2 separate regions of the Mus musculus genome follow, and region 1 is linked to region 2. Evidence: chromatin contacts called from public Hi-C data. All regions are on one chromosome and are shown on one strand. The core of a region is the stretch at or near the end of the contact, and the rest is flanking DNA. Distances in the headings are between cores, read along the strand shown. Region 1 overlaps Traf5 (TNF receptor-associated factor 5). Region 2 has its middle 28 kb from the start of Nek2.

What was found. A called contact is a pair of places that touch in the nucleus more often than the background predicts.
Region 1: a Hi-C map of bone marrow-derived macrophages shows a contact between it and region 2, with 23 read pairs. The contact joins two enhancer-like sites. A contact is called at or near these places in 1 of 15 datasets of contacts at CTCF or cohesin (the NIH/3T3 cell line), 5 of 484 Hi-C or Micro-C datasets (the N1E-115 cell line, bone marrow-derived macrophages, embryonic stem cells and 1 more), 8 of 115 datasets of contacts at active chromatin or transcription factors (the HPC-7 cell line, T-cell acute lymphoblastic leukemia, bone marrow-derived macrophages and 4 more) and 3 of 9 other capture datasets (adipose tissue, embryonic stem cells and liver).

What each region holds. Positions count from the first base shown.
Region 1 is chr1:192,068,159-192,073,211 of GRCm38.p6, reverse strand. Traf5 (TNF receptor-associated factor 5) reads left to right here. Exons shown (of 14, transcript NM_011633.2): 2 at 2,577-2,795. The coding sequence starts at 2,578. Among named protein-coding and RNA genes, the nearest start is that of Traf5, 22 kb to the left of the region's middle. Within about 2 kb of position 2,676, at least 140 of the 459 cell types and tissues checked have an H3K27ac peak or open chromatin away from gene starts, as enhancers often do. A contact at or near this core is called in bone marrow-derived macrophages, where this site is marked.
Region 2 is chr1:191,846,503-191,852,034 of GRCm38.p6, reverse strand. No RefSeq gene overlaps it. Among named protein-coding and RNA genes, the nearest start is that of Nek2, 28 kb to the right of the region's middle. Within about 2 kb of position 2,319, at least 17 of the 459 cell types and tissues checked have an H3K27ac peak or open chromatin away from gene starts, as enhancers often do. A contact at or near this core is called in bone marrow-derived macrophages, where this site is marked.

The DNA.
Region 1 (5,053 bases), core at 1,427-3,926, 220 kb before region 2:
ATGTTAGGGTCACAGAAAGTCTGAGTCAGGAGTGCAGTGGGAAGAGCATGCAGGAAAGATAGACCTGCAGATGACCCCAGCAGAGGCTACTCACCTCTTACCCTGCTTTGTCAGGCCACACAGCTGCTATGGTGGATCTGGGTGATCCACCAGAGTCTGTGGGACAAGCCTTCCTGACCCTGCCACGTGGAGGATGATGCCCCCAGGGACCACCCAGGAGGCTCCCATCTTTAACCATTTGCTAGCCTCTGAAAACCACTGTCACAGCATGGCCTGAGTCTCTACACTCATGCTGGGGAAACCACTGCCTACCTGGGAGCCAGGCACACTCAGAAGGCCCTGGATGTGTGTGCATGGTTCGTGGGATGGATGGACAGTTTTCACCACATCTTCAAAAGAGTACACACACACACACACAAAGGTGTATTAAAAGCCACCACTAACACAGCTGCATCCATTCAAAAACCACCATCTTAGCAAACACTGACCTAGCCCCCATACCAGGTGCTGTACAAGGGGTGGGGTGTGGAGATGAGCAAGACCAGATGTGAACCCTGTGCCTGAGGGACATAGACTCAGAAAGTTATGTAATCATACAGATGTGCATTTAATCTCAGGCCAGGGATTTCCCTGGAAAGGAGCCCAGTGACTGGACTTGGTCCATGTTCAGGTTTTATGTGGTTATTTTTTATTTGGTAATGCACTCATTTAAAAATTGAAAAGGATTATAGCGATACCCTTTTCTCTTACCCACCCACATTCAAAACCACTGTCTAAAGACTGGCTATGCTTGAAGGGGGTTCAGTCTGCCTTCTGCCCGTAAGACTAGGAGGAAACGGGAATGCTTTGCTGAAGACGCCAAGGAAAGCCTGAGTGTGAGCTCACTAAGTAGGAAGCCTGGGAGGGATATGTGATCCCATATAGGACCAAGGACAGACGAAAAGTTTAACTGGGGTTACTTACAAGGGTGTAGGTGTCACCTCAGGAGTGTGGACACCTTGTGAGCATCTACGTCACCAGAGTCTCTTGCACTCTAGCAACCCTTCAGCAGTTACACCGAATCAGGAAAGAGCTGAGGCTCCACCTCCTGCGCCCTCAGGAGCCCTTCACGTACCTTGTGAAGGGAACGTGAATGACCCCAATCTGTGAGGGTCTCTTGTAGCTTATGATAGTTGCTTTGATGTGAGTCAGCAATAGTTGTGTGGTTCCTAGAGAGCAATATTCCACATCAGGGCACAGCCCAGGCAGAGACAACAGCTTTGCCTGGTCCTTGTGGTGGAGGCAGGCACGAGTACATGAAAAACAAGAAGAATTCCGCGTGGCTGGAGTGTAGATAAAGGCAAGAGGTTCCTGGGTTTCTAAGAGGTAGGAGCGTGTTGTCCCGTAGCCTATTTAGCATTGTAGACTTTTTTCTCAGAGCTCAGAGAAGCTACGGGGATGTAACCGGATCACAGTATCACTGGGAATACCAGCCTGGTGGACAGCTTGGAGAATGGATTGGAGGAGAAAGCAGCTAATGGGACCTTACTTACTTAGCTCAGGTGGGACATGATGTGACTCGGTACTGTGCTAGATGTGGTGGGCCAGGTACCTCTTGAGCAACATCTGCTTGCCAGTGGTTTGAGGACTGGGCATCGAGATAGGGTGCCAGCACTTACAGCATGGTCAGACTCCAGTGAGGCTCTCCTTGCATTGTTGCAGGAAGAAAACAGGAGAGGGGGATTTTGGACGCTCTCTATGAGGGCACTAATCTCACAGACAGGGACTTCATCCCCTCAAATGCCTCACCTCCAGACACCAGCACCTTGGAGAGGAGTTTCTCAGCAGAGGACTCCGTGGAGATATTAACATTTAATATCTGCGGAGGTGGGTAGAGAGGTGGAGAGGGAGAGATTGAGATGGGCAGCAGGAAATGCACCGTGTAAGACTCTCCTGAGAGGTCTCAGATTCTCTCAGTCCTGGAAACACAATCTAAATGCTTGCCTATAGTGCAGTTAACTGACTGGACTGTTTGGGGTCCTGTGAAAAGCCAATAGACAAAGTCTGTTCTGGTAAAGTGTATTTGTAATGTTCCTCATTGCTTTGCCCCAACACCTGATAAGAAACAACTCCAGGGAGAATACTGTCATTTGGCCTGTAGTTTGAGGGAATACAGCACGTAGTGGCCAGCAAGGCAGAGCAGTGGATAGGCGTGGCTAAGATGGTGGGAGCCTACAGCTGCTTGTTCACATCTCCCTCCATGGATTTGGAAGCAAAGAAAGGGGAAGTCCACACTCAGCTGGCTTTGTCCTTTTTTATTCGGCCACAGATGGTGCTGCAGCCCACAGTAAGGATGGATCCTTCCCTCTCAGCTACTCCCCTTGGAGACATCTTCAAGGTGATTCTAAATGCAGAGGAGGGGCCATCACACAGTCTTGCTAGAAACCATCTGCACCCTGGCAGGCAGCCCCCTGTGGCAGGAAGTTGTTAAAGTTCTGACATAATGGTTGTACTGATTACAAATTATGACCCATGTATGGTGGCTGCTGTTGTCTGGGTGGTTATTTTACACTGAAGTGTCCCATCTGACTCCCCAGAATGGCTCATTCGGAGGAGCAAGCGGCTGTCCCCTGCGCCTTCATCCGCCAGAACTCTGGCAACTCAATTTCCTTGGACTTTGAGCCCGACACCGAGTACCAGTTTGTGGAGCAGCTGGAAGAACGCTACAAATGTGCCTTCTGCCACTCCGTGCTTCACAACCCCCACCAGACCGGCTGCGGGCACCGCTTCTGCCAGCAGTGCATCCGGTCTCTGAGGTGAGTGGGCAGCGCCTGCAGCTCTGACTGACGCTGACCAGAACCAGATGGTGGTGTTCCTGGCTTCTGAGTCTGCTGTGGCCACAGGGCTATAATTGAGGTTTGGGGAATTGTGGTTTGGGGAACACTCTCCAAGACTCCTGGCTGAGAACTGAAGTGTAATCCTCTTTGCTTACTGCTCCTTTGTGGACATTCACCCTGCCTTGAAGTTCACACTCCAGTGGCCCTGCAGACACGGTCTGTCCCTATAGCTGTCTGCTGAAGAGGGCACACACAGCTCCTGGTGTCTGCCCTGATGATCACTCATTTGGGGTAGCAGTCCGTGATGTCTATAAGGGACTTCACTGCCATTGGGCTGTCTGCTGGGAGCCTGCCTTGCCAGGAATGGGTTGAGGTGGGATCAGAGCCAGAAGTCAGATGCAGGTCAAAAGATTGATCTCCTGCCTTTTAACTCTTTACTACTTTGTGCTAAAAACTTAACTCCTCATTACTTGTGCTTAAATAAACGTGAATATCTGGCGATTAACATATGCTGTTTAGCAGTGGGGAATTAAGTAAAAGATTATTGCTCCCTTCTCTGGCCAGGCAGATTAAATTTTTGTGAACCAGAGAGGAAGGAAAAGAAAGGAATTAAGATTCTTGCTGGGCAGTGGTGCACACGCCTTTAATCCCAGGCAGAGGCAGGCGGATTTCTGAGTTCGAGGCCAGCCTGGTCTACAGAGTGAGTTCCAGGACAGCCAGGACTGCACAGAGAAACCCAGTCTCAAAAAAACAAAACAAAACAAGAATTAAGATTCTTTGCATAGGCAAATATTCACAGACACATGTACAATCATATGCTCACACTCTGGAGCGGCCTGACTGTCTGTCTCAATACAAGTCCACAAGTATTCGTGCATGCTTACATACATGCACATATACCTACGTGTGTACATATAAACAGACATATACATTTGGATGGATGGATGGACGGACGGTTGGGGCAGAGTCCCCCAAACCACCACATCATCTTTATTGCTTTTCTGCAGCCTTTTTTATACCTTCTTAAACAAAAGTTCTTTAAAGAACTACTTCATAGATGAAATGTTACACAAAGTAGGCGTTACAGAAGGATGTTGATATCAAGTTCAAAGCAGTGTTTCATAATATATGCTCATTGTAAATCCAAAGCAACAGTTTCTTAATGGCCTTGCCTTACCATAGTGCACACCTGTGCCTTCATTCTTGGACCTGAATGCTTTTCCTCGAACACAAATTTGTCCCAAGCCTATTGCTCTTTTTAGTGTAACTATGGAAGTTCATTGCATTCCTTATTATGTAGCCTTTACTTACTGCTATGAGGAGGGGCACATCCTATTTTTGATTCTAACTTTATTATATCTTACTAGCAAAACAATTAAAGCCACCTCTTAAAACTTTCTTTCTAAGATTATTTGAATCAAATCAGAAATTCTATAAAATCATTAATTCATCTAAACAGCATTAACTCATGAAGGTTCATCTTTATGATGATCTGCAGGAAATCTGATCAATAGGGGTGGGCTAATGCCCAGGGATTACTATGTAAATTTATAATGACAGGAAAAGTGTATCAGCTATAAGAAACAATCCTGAGATGAAGTCTCTTCGGGGCCTTGCCCCTCAGAGCTCACCCACTGCAGACAATGCAGAAACAATGAGCCACTTCCAGGAAGATAACTTGCTAGCCTTAGCCTATCCTGGATGGCTCCTGGCAGCTGTCAACGCTGGAAAGCCTGCAATAACATAACGCCATGAAAATACTCAGGGCTAGAAAGGGTTCGTTGTTGGCTCACAGCTTTACAGTGCCGGTTTGTGATTGATAGGCTTTGGAAATATAACAAAGCAGGCACATCGTGGTGGGAGGACATGCTGGAGCCCAAACAGTCACCTGCATCATCCAGGGAGGAAAAAGGGGAGAGAACAGTGCATGGGGCCCCTTCTCCCCTTCAGAGACACACCATCATGAGCCCACTAGGCTCCACCCCTCCAGAGCCCCACCCCTCCAGGGCCCCACCTCTCCAGGGCTCCACCTCTCCAGGGCTCCACCCCTCCAGGACTCCACTGTGCCTTAGGTTCTCCGGGGAACAGAATCCATAGAATATACATTAAAAGGAGGGTTATTGGAATGGTTTTCACAATGTAGTCTGGGCAGTCCAACATGTGCCTGCATGTAAAATGGCTGTGAACCTGGCAGTTACTTAGTCCACCAGGCTGGATGCTGCAGCAGCTCCAGATAG
Region 2 (5,532 bases), core at 1,070-3,569:
TGCCACAGAAACATGGCCCTGCTTGGAGAGCAGCTCTGAAGCCAAACCCACTCCAAGAGCCTCTCGGCTTTGGAAGGAGACTGCCACGCAACACACCCAAGCTCTGTGTACCTCCAAGTGTGCCCATCAGTTGCACGCAAGGCCTGTCAGGGACCGATTCCACCTGGCTGGGCAGCAAGGCAGCAGAGACAAGAGTTAGGAAGCCAAACTGGAGGAGAATAGAGACTCCTTCCTACAGCCCATGGCAAAACTGCCAGGGGCTCCCTGCTCTGCTTCACCACTGGACAGTAGGAGGTAGAGCAAGCTACCCAACACTCCCTTCCTTTGCAAGCCCAAATTAGATGTCCCCATTTGCCTATGTGGTCTGCCTAGCTCCCTTGCTGCAACCTGTGTGTGTCTGCTAACCAACTGAGGGGGACCTGGGAGCCTGGCTGAGAGTAACCTCAGCTGGCCAGCACTGTGGCCCAGCCTGTCAGGATAAGGCAGGGAGCTCACCAGGGCTGAGCTGACAACCTTCCCTCCCTCAAGTCCAGGATGCTCCAACAAGGCTGTCCTACAGAGACGTAGAGCAATGCCTTGTACCAGTGCAGGTACTGGCACGCCATGTGTTTTGTGTCTTTTATCCCAGGTTAGATACCCTTGACCACACCTAGTGTTTTGGGTCTCTTCATTTCAGGTTAGAGTCCCCTGAAATCCTCTCTTCACCCATAGCCAGAAGGATCCATAGGTCCTAATCCCTAAAGAAGACAGAGGTTGGTGACTCCATAGCAATGGGTTTCAGAGCCCCTGATTGAGGCCAACCTGGTCCTGCTGGCTTGCAGCTGCCTCAGCTCCAGCAGACCCAGCCTTTCGGCTCATATAGCTAAGGCCTCCAGCTGTCTGTCTGAAGACCCAGCACTGGCAGCCTGCAGACTAACCCAAGCTCTCCCACCCCCAGGCTATCGACTCTGCCCCAGGCTCTCTCCTCGCCTCCACTGGGGAAGTTTCTAGGGGAAAGTAGGGCTTGGTTCAGGACTCACAGAACTCAACCAGTCAGAGTTGGAGTCTCAGCTCTGCTACTTCCTGGTGTGACCTGCCGTAAGCAGCATGGTCTCCACCATATGGAGTTCCTGACGTCTGTGGATGTGGAACACTGCCTTGCCCATAAAGTAGCTCATGGTGACTCACATATAGTCGGCAGCTACTGAGTATTAACTTAATATTGTCTCTTCCCTGCCCTCTCTGTCCCCCACCCCCACCCTGTGTGGGTTGCAGGGACGACAGACTGAGGTCAGGGTTGGTGGCACACACACTTACTCACAGAGCCATCTTCATGCTTATGGGAGAGCTTTTAAAGATAAAATCGAGGAAGATTGCCTCAGGTATTTTTTTTTCCCCGAGACAGGGTTTCTCTGTGTAGCCCTGGCTGTCCTGGAACTCACTTTGTAGACCAGGCTGGCCTCAAACTCAAAAATCCGCCTGCCTCTGCCTCCCGAGTGCTGGGATTAAAGGTGTGTGCCACCACACCCGGCTGCATCAGGTATTTTGAAGCAGCAATAAGTGTCAGCCACAATGATGGATAACAGGAGTGACGTCAGTCAGAGGTTGGACAGTCTTGCTGAGTGAGCATCCTGGCAGGGCCTGCATGAGGTGCAGTAGGTTCTGTGCAAGTTCACAGTTGGCCTGAGACAGAAGCAGTCACGCTGAGCAGTCCTTCCTCAAGACCGCAAGACTCCACTTTCTTTTTTTCAGTGATTCCATTCTGACAATATTTGCTTCAACCCGTTCCACAGATGAAGAAACAGAGGCCTAGGGACCATTAGATTTTCCCAGGTGACTCAGCTGGGAAATATCCCAGGGCTACAATTCAGTTTGTGACTTTTTTCTCTTTCCCTTCCTTCTCCCCCCCCCCCCCCCCCCCGGCTCTCCTCCTCTGTCTCTGACTGTCCTCTCTCTCTGTTTCTCTGTGTGTGTGTGTACATAGAGGAGAAAGGTTAGCCTCGGGTGCCATTCCTCAGAACCCCAGGAGTCTGCCCCCCTCTGCCTCTCCAGCTCTGGAATTATAAGCACACCCAACCATGCTATTTACATAGATCAAACTCAGGTCCTGGGTGCTGGGAATTGAACTCAGGACCTCTGGCAGAGCAGCCAGTGCTCTTAACCACTGCACCATCTTTACAATGTCATAATTTGGGTTTTTTTTTTCTCTAAATATCCACACAGAACTTACACAACAAATGTAACAGAAAACCCGATTTTTTCCTTTCAGTCAGCCCTTGAAGGTCAGCATTGGTGCTGTGTGAGAAAGGAGACTTTGTCATGTGACCCAGCCTCCTGCTCTTTCCTCACAGATCACTGTGGTAGTCACTTGCGCTGGTCAGAAGCCACTCACGTTTGCACACTTACTTAAATCTGGTTCAACGCATGTTTTACTTCCTTCTTCTGTCTTCTCCTCATGTGGTTCTTCTCAGTTTTGTTTTCCTAGCAGTTCCAAAACCAGACAGTGTCCAATAGCAAGCTCACAGTTCCACAAAGCTAAAACTCTTATTTGACAACGAATAACCCCATTTCACAGACTTGCCAGCTGAAGGAAGTGCACTGACCCTTCAGGGTCAGCTCAGGCCATGGCTCAGCTTCGTTCTGGCAATCCATTCAGCTGTCCCCTTCATACCCTGGCTTACCTTTATAGGCAGCCTCGCTCCTCAGGAGCAGAGGAAGACACAATGAAAAGCCAAAGGGTTGTAGAAACTCATCTTCCATCCATGAGCTAAAGGGTAGCTGTTAAAGACCAAACCAAAGACCCCGTGCATTTAGGCACTGACCCATATCCTCAACTAGGATCAGTATATACCTATATATAATATATGATATGTGTCATATAATACATAGTTTTTATTCAGAGACAGTCTCATGGACCTCAGGCTGACCTGAGTCACTATGTAGCCAAGAATAGCTTGTAACTTTTAATTTTTTTCAAAGTCTACATTTAATGATGGTTCTTAAATGCTTTAATCTCCCTTGTAACCCACCACCCACCAGAGGGAGTGGAAAGAAAGGATACAGTGGAAGCGGACCTATTTAGAAATGGTTCTTTAGAGCAATTCCCATCTGTGTTGTCTAGAAATCAGCAGTTCAGTTCACAGGCTAGCAACAGCAGCTCAGTCCATTTGTGAACACTTCACAGATACACCAGCAGTCCAGTTTGGTAGAGTCAGGTTAGCAGCCGCAGTGGCATGACCTAACAGAGACAGCCAGACCACAGCCTAGGCACAAGTCAGCAGGTGAGACCTGGAGGATGCCAGGAGAGGTTCTTGGCTGTGCCTCAGCAAAGCAAAGTGAAGATCAGCGAAGACATGAGACCCACAAGCATTGCACAGTTAGCTCTATAAGCAAGCCAAGCTCAGCCTCCATCACAGTCCGTCAAGTCCTGTTTATACCCTCCAAACATCACATGTCATCCACAGGTGTCGTTGGCACGTGCGTCTGTCTCAGCTGACATCACTCTGCCAATCAGCCTGAGCCCTAGGAAATGGCAGTACACCACTGTTTTTTGGCACATTTCTCTCAGTGAAATCCCAACAAATGGAGATCAACTATGCAATGTAAAGTCAGACCAATACAGGCAATCGTTAGTAAAGACTCCCCCATCAGGTGTCTGTTCACATGCTTGCTTTAGCACAACATCCTTTCTCCTGTGTCTGCTTCAGTAAAATGTTCTTTTACAAGTGTGCCTTTCACCGATGTCCACTTTAACAAAACGCCCCTTCACATGTTTGCCCCAGCAAAACACCACCCAACACAACTGACTTTCCAAAGAACACATAAGTTTCTACTTCAATATCTCTGAATGCCTGATCTTCCTACTTCTATCTCTGGAGTGGAATTAAAAGCCACCAGGGCCAGCTTTTGTTTGTTTGTTTGTTTGTTTGTTTGTTTTATATATTTTGAGACAAGACCTCACTATGTAGCCGACGCTGGCCTGGCACTCATAATCCCCCTACCTCTACTTGGCCCAGCCAGGATCAATCAATCTTAGCATAACAGAGAGAGAATAATGGGGCTTACGTGTGGATAAACATGAACATGGCTATGTGGAGCTCACAGACATAACCCACTGTGTCTTCAGGGGGACGAGGTTAGAGGTAAGAGCAATCTGAAGTTATGAAAGTTACTTTGAAGCAATAATTCTTAGCTTCAAAGATGAATACCAAGGTATCCAAGGACTTGTGGCAAAGATGGCAGCAGACCACTGTGGACAGTGGTTGGACAGACGTCCTCACAGTAGGCGCCTCTGTCATGTTGCAGTGCTGACCAACTGTCTTCACTGATAGTTCATCTCACCAAGCATGAGTTCAGGAGGCTCACTTCTTCATGTCTCCTGGCTTTATACTTTCATGTGTGCATTTTTGTAAGAATTTGATATTAGCAACTTCATTTTGCTTCTCATAACTTCCATAGTACATATAATGGGATAGCCTTTGCTCTTTTTGTTTCCCATATATCTGTGTGTACATGTGTGTGTGTGTGTGAATGTATGTGTGTGTGAGTATGTGTATGTATACATGTGTGTGTGCACACACATATTTGGTATGTGTGTCTGTGTGAGTATGTGTATGTATACATATGTGAGTGTATGTGGAATGTGTATGTGAGTGTGTGAGTGTATATGTCTGTGATTGTGCATAAGTATGTGTGAGTGTGTGTGTGTGTGTGTGTGTGAGTGTAAGAGTGTGTACTCATATGTGGTATGTGTGTGTATATATGTAAATGTAAGTGTGTGTGCATGTATGTTTGACTATGTGGCATGTGTGTATATGGGTGCATGTGTGTATTTGCATATGTGGTATTTATGTCTTTATATGTGTACGTGTATGTGTATGTGGGCATATACAGTTCGTGAGGATGTGTGTATGCACTCAAGCCTGCCACAGCACAACTGTGGAAGTCAAAGAATCACATGTAGAAAGCAAATATCTTCTACCGTGTGGGTTCAGAGATTGAACTCAGGTCATTGATCTTGGAAGCCTGTGCCTTTACCTGCTGAGCTGTCTTGATTGCCTGAATATTATTGCCCCTCATGAGGAAGGGAAATTTAATACATGCTGAGTACTAAGGACCTTACGCTGTGTGAACAAACACAGTCGGAATCCACTGCTGTGACTGCTCCAAAGTCCAGTTCACAGAGATGGGAAACGAGGTGGAGTTTGTCAGGGCTTGGTTGGTGGAAGTTCAGTTTGGGAAGTCTGCAGCCATCTGACATCACGAAGGGCTTTGTGTCACTGAACTCAGCCAAAGAACCCGGATTGGTTAGGTAACTAATCCCAGCATAGTAGATGCAGAGACAAGAGGGTCAAAGGTTCAAGGTTATCCTAAGCTGCATGTCTATTTCTTTTATGACTGCTGGTGCAATTCTGCTGAAGATTGGCCCCAGGTTGTAGCAGCGTTAGGAGATGATAGAACCTACACTTGACAGAGATATGGAGCCAGCCTGGGTGTTCAGTGACAGAAAGATTCATAAGGGAAATGTGGTATCTACACAATGGGATTTTTTTC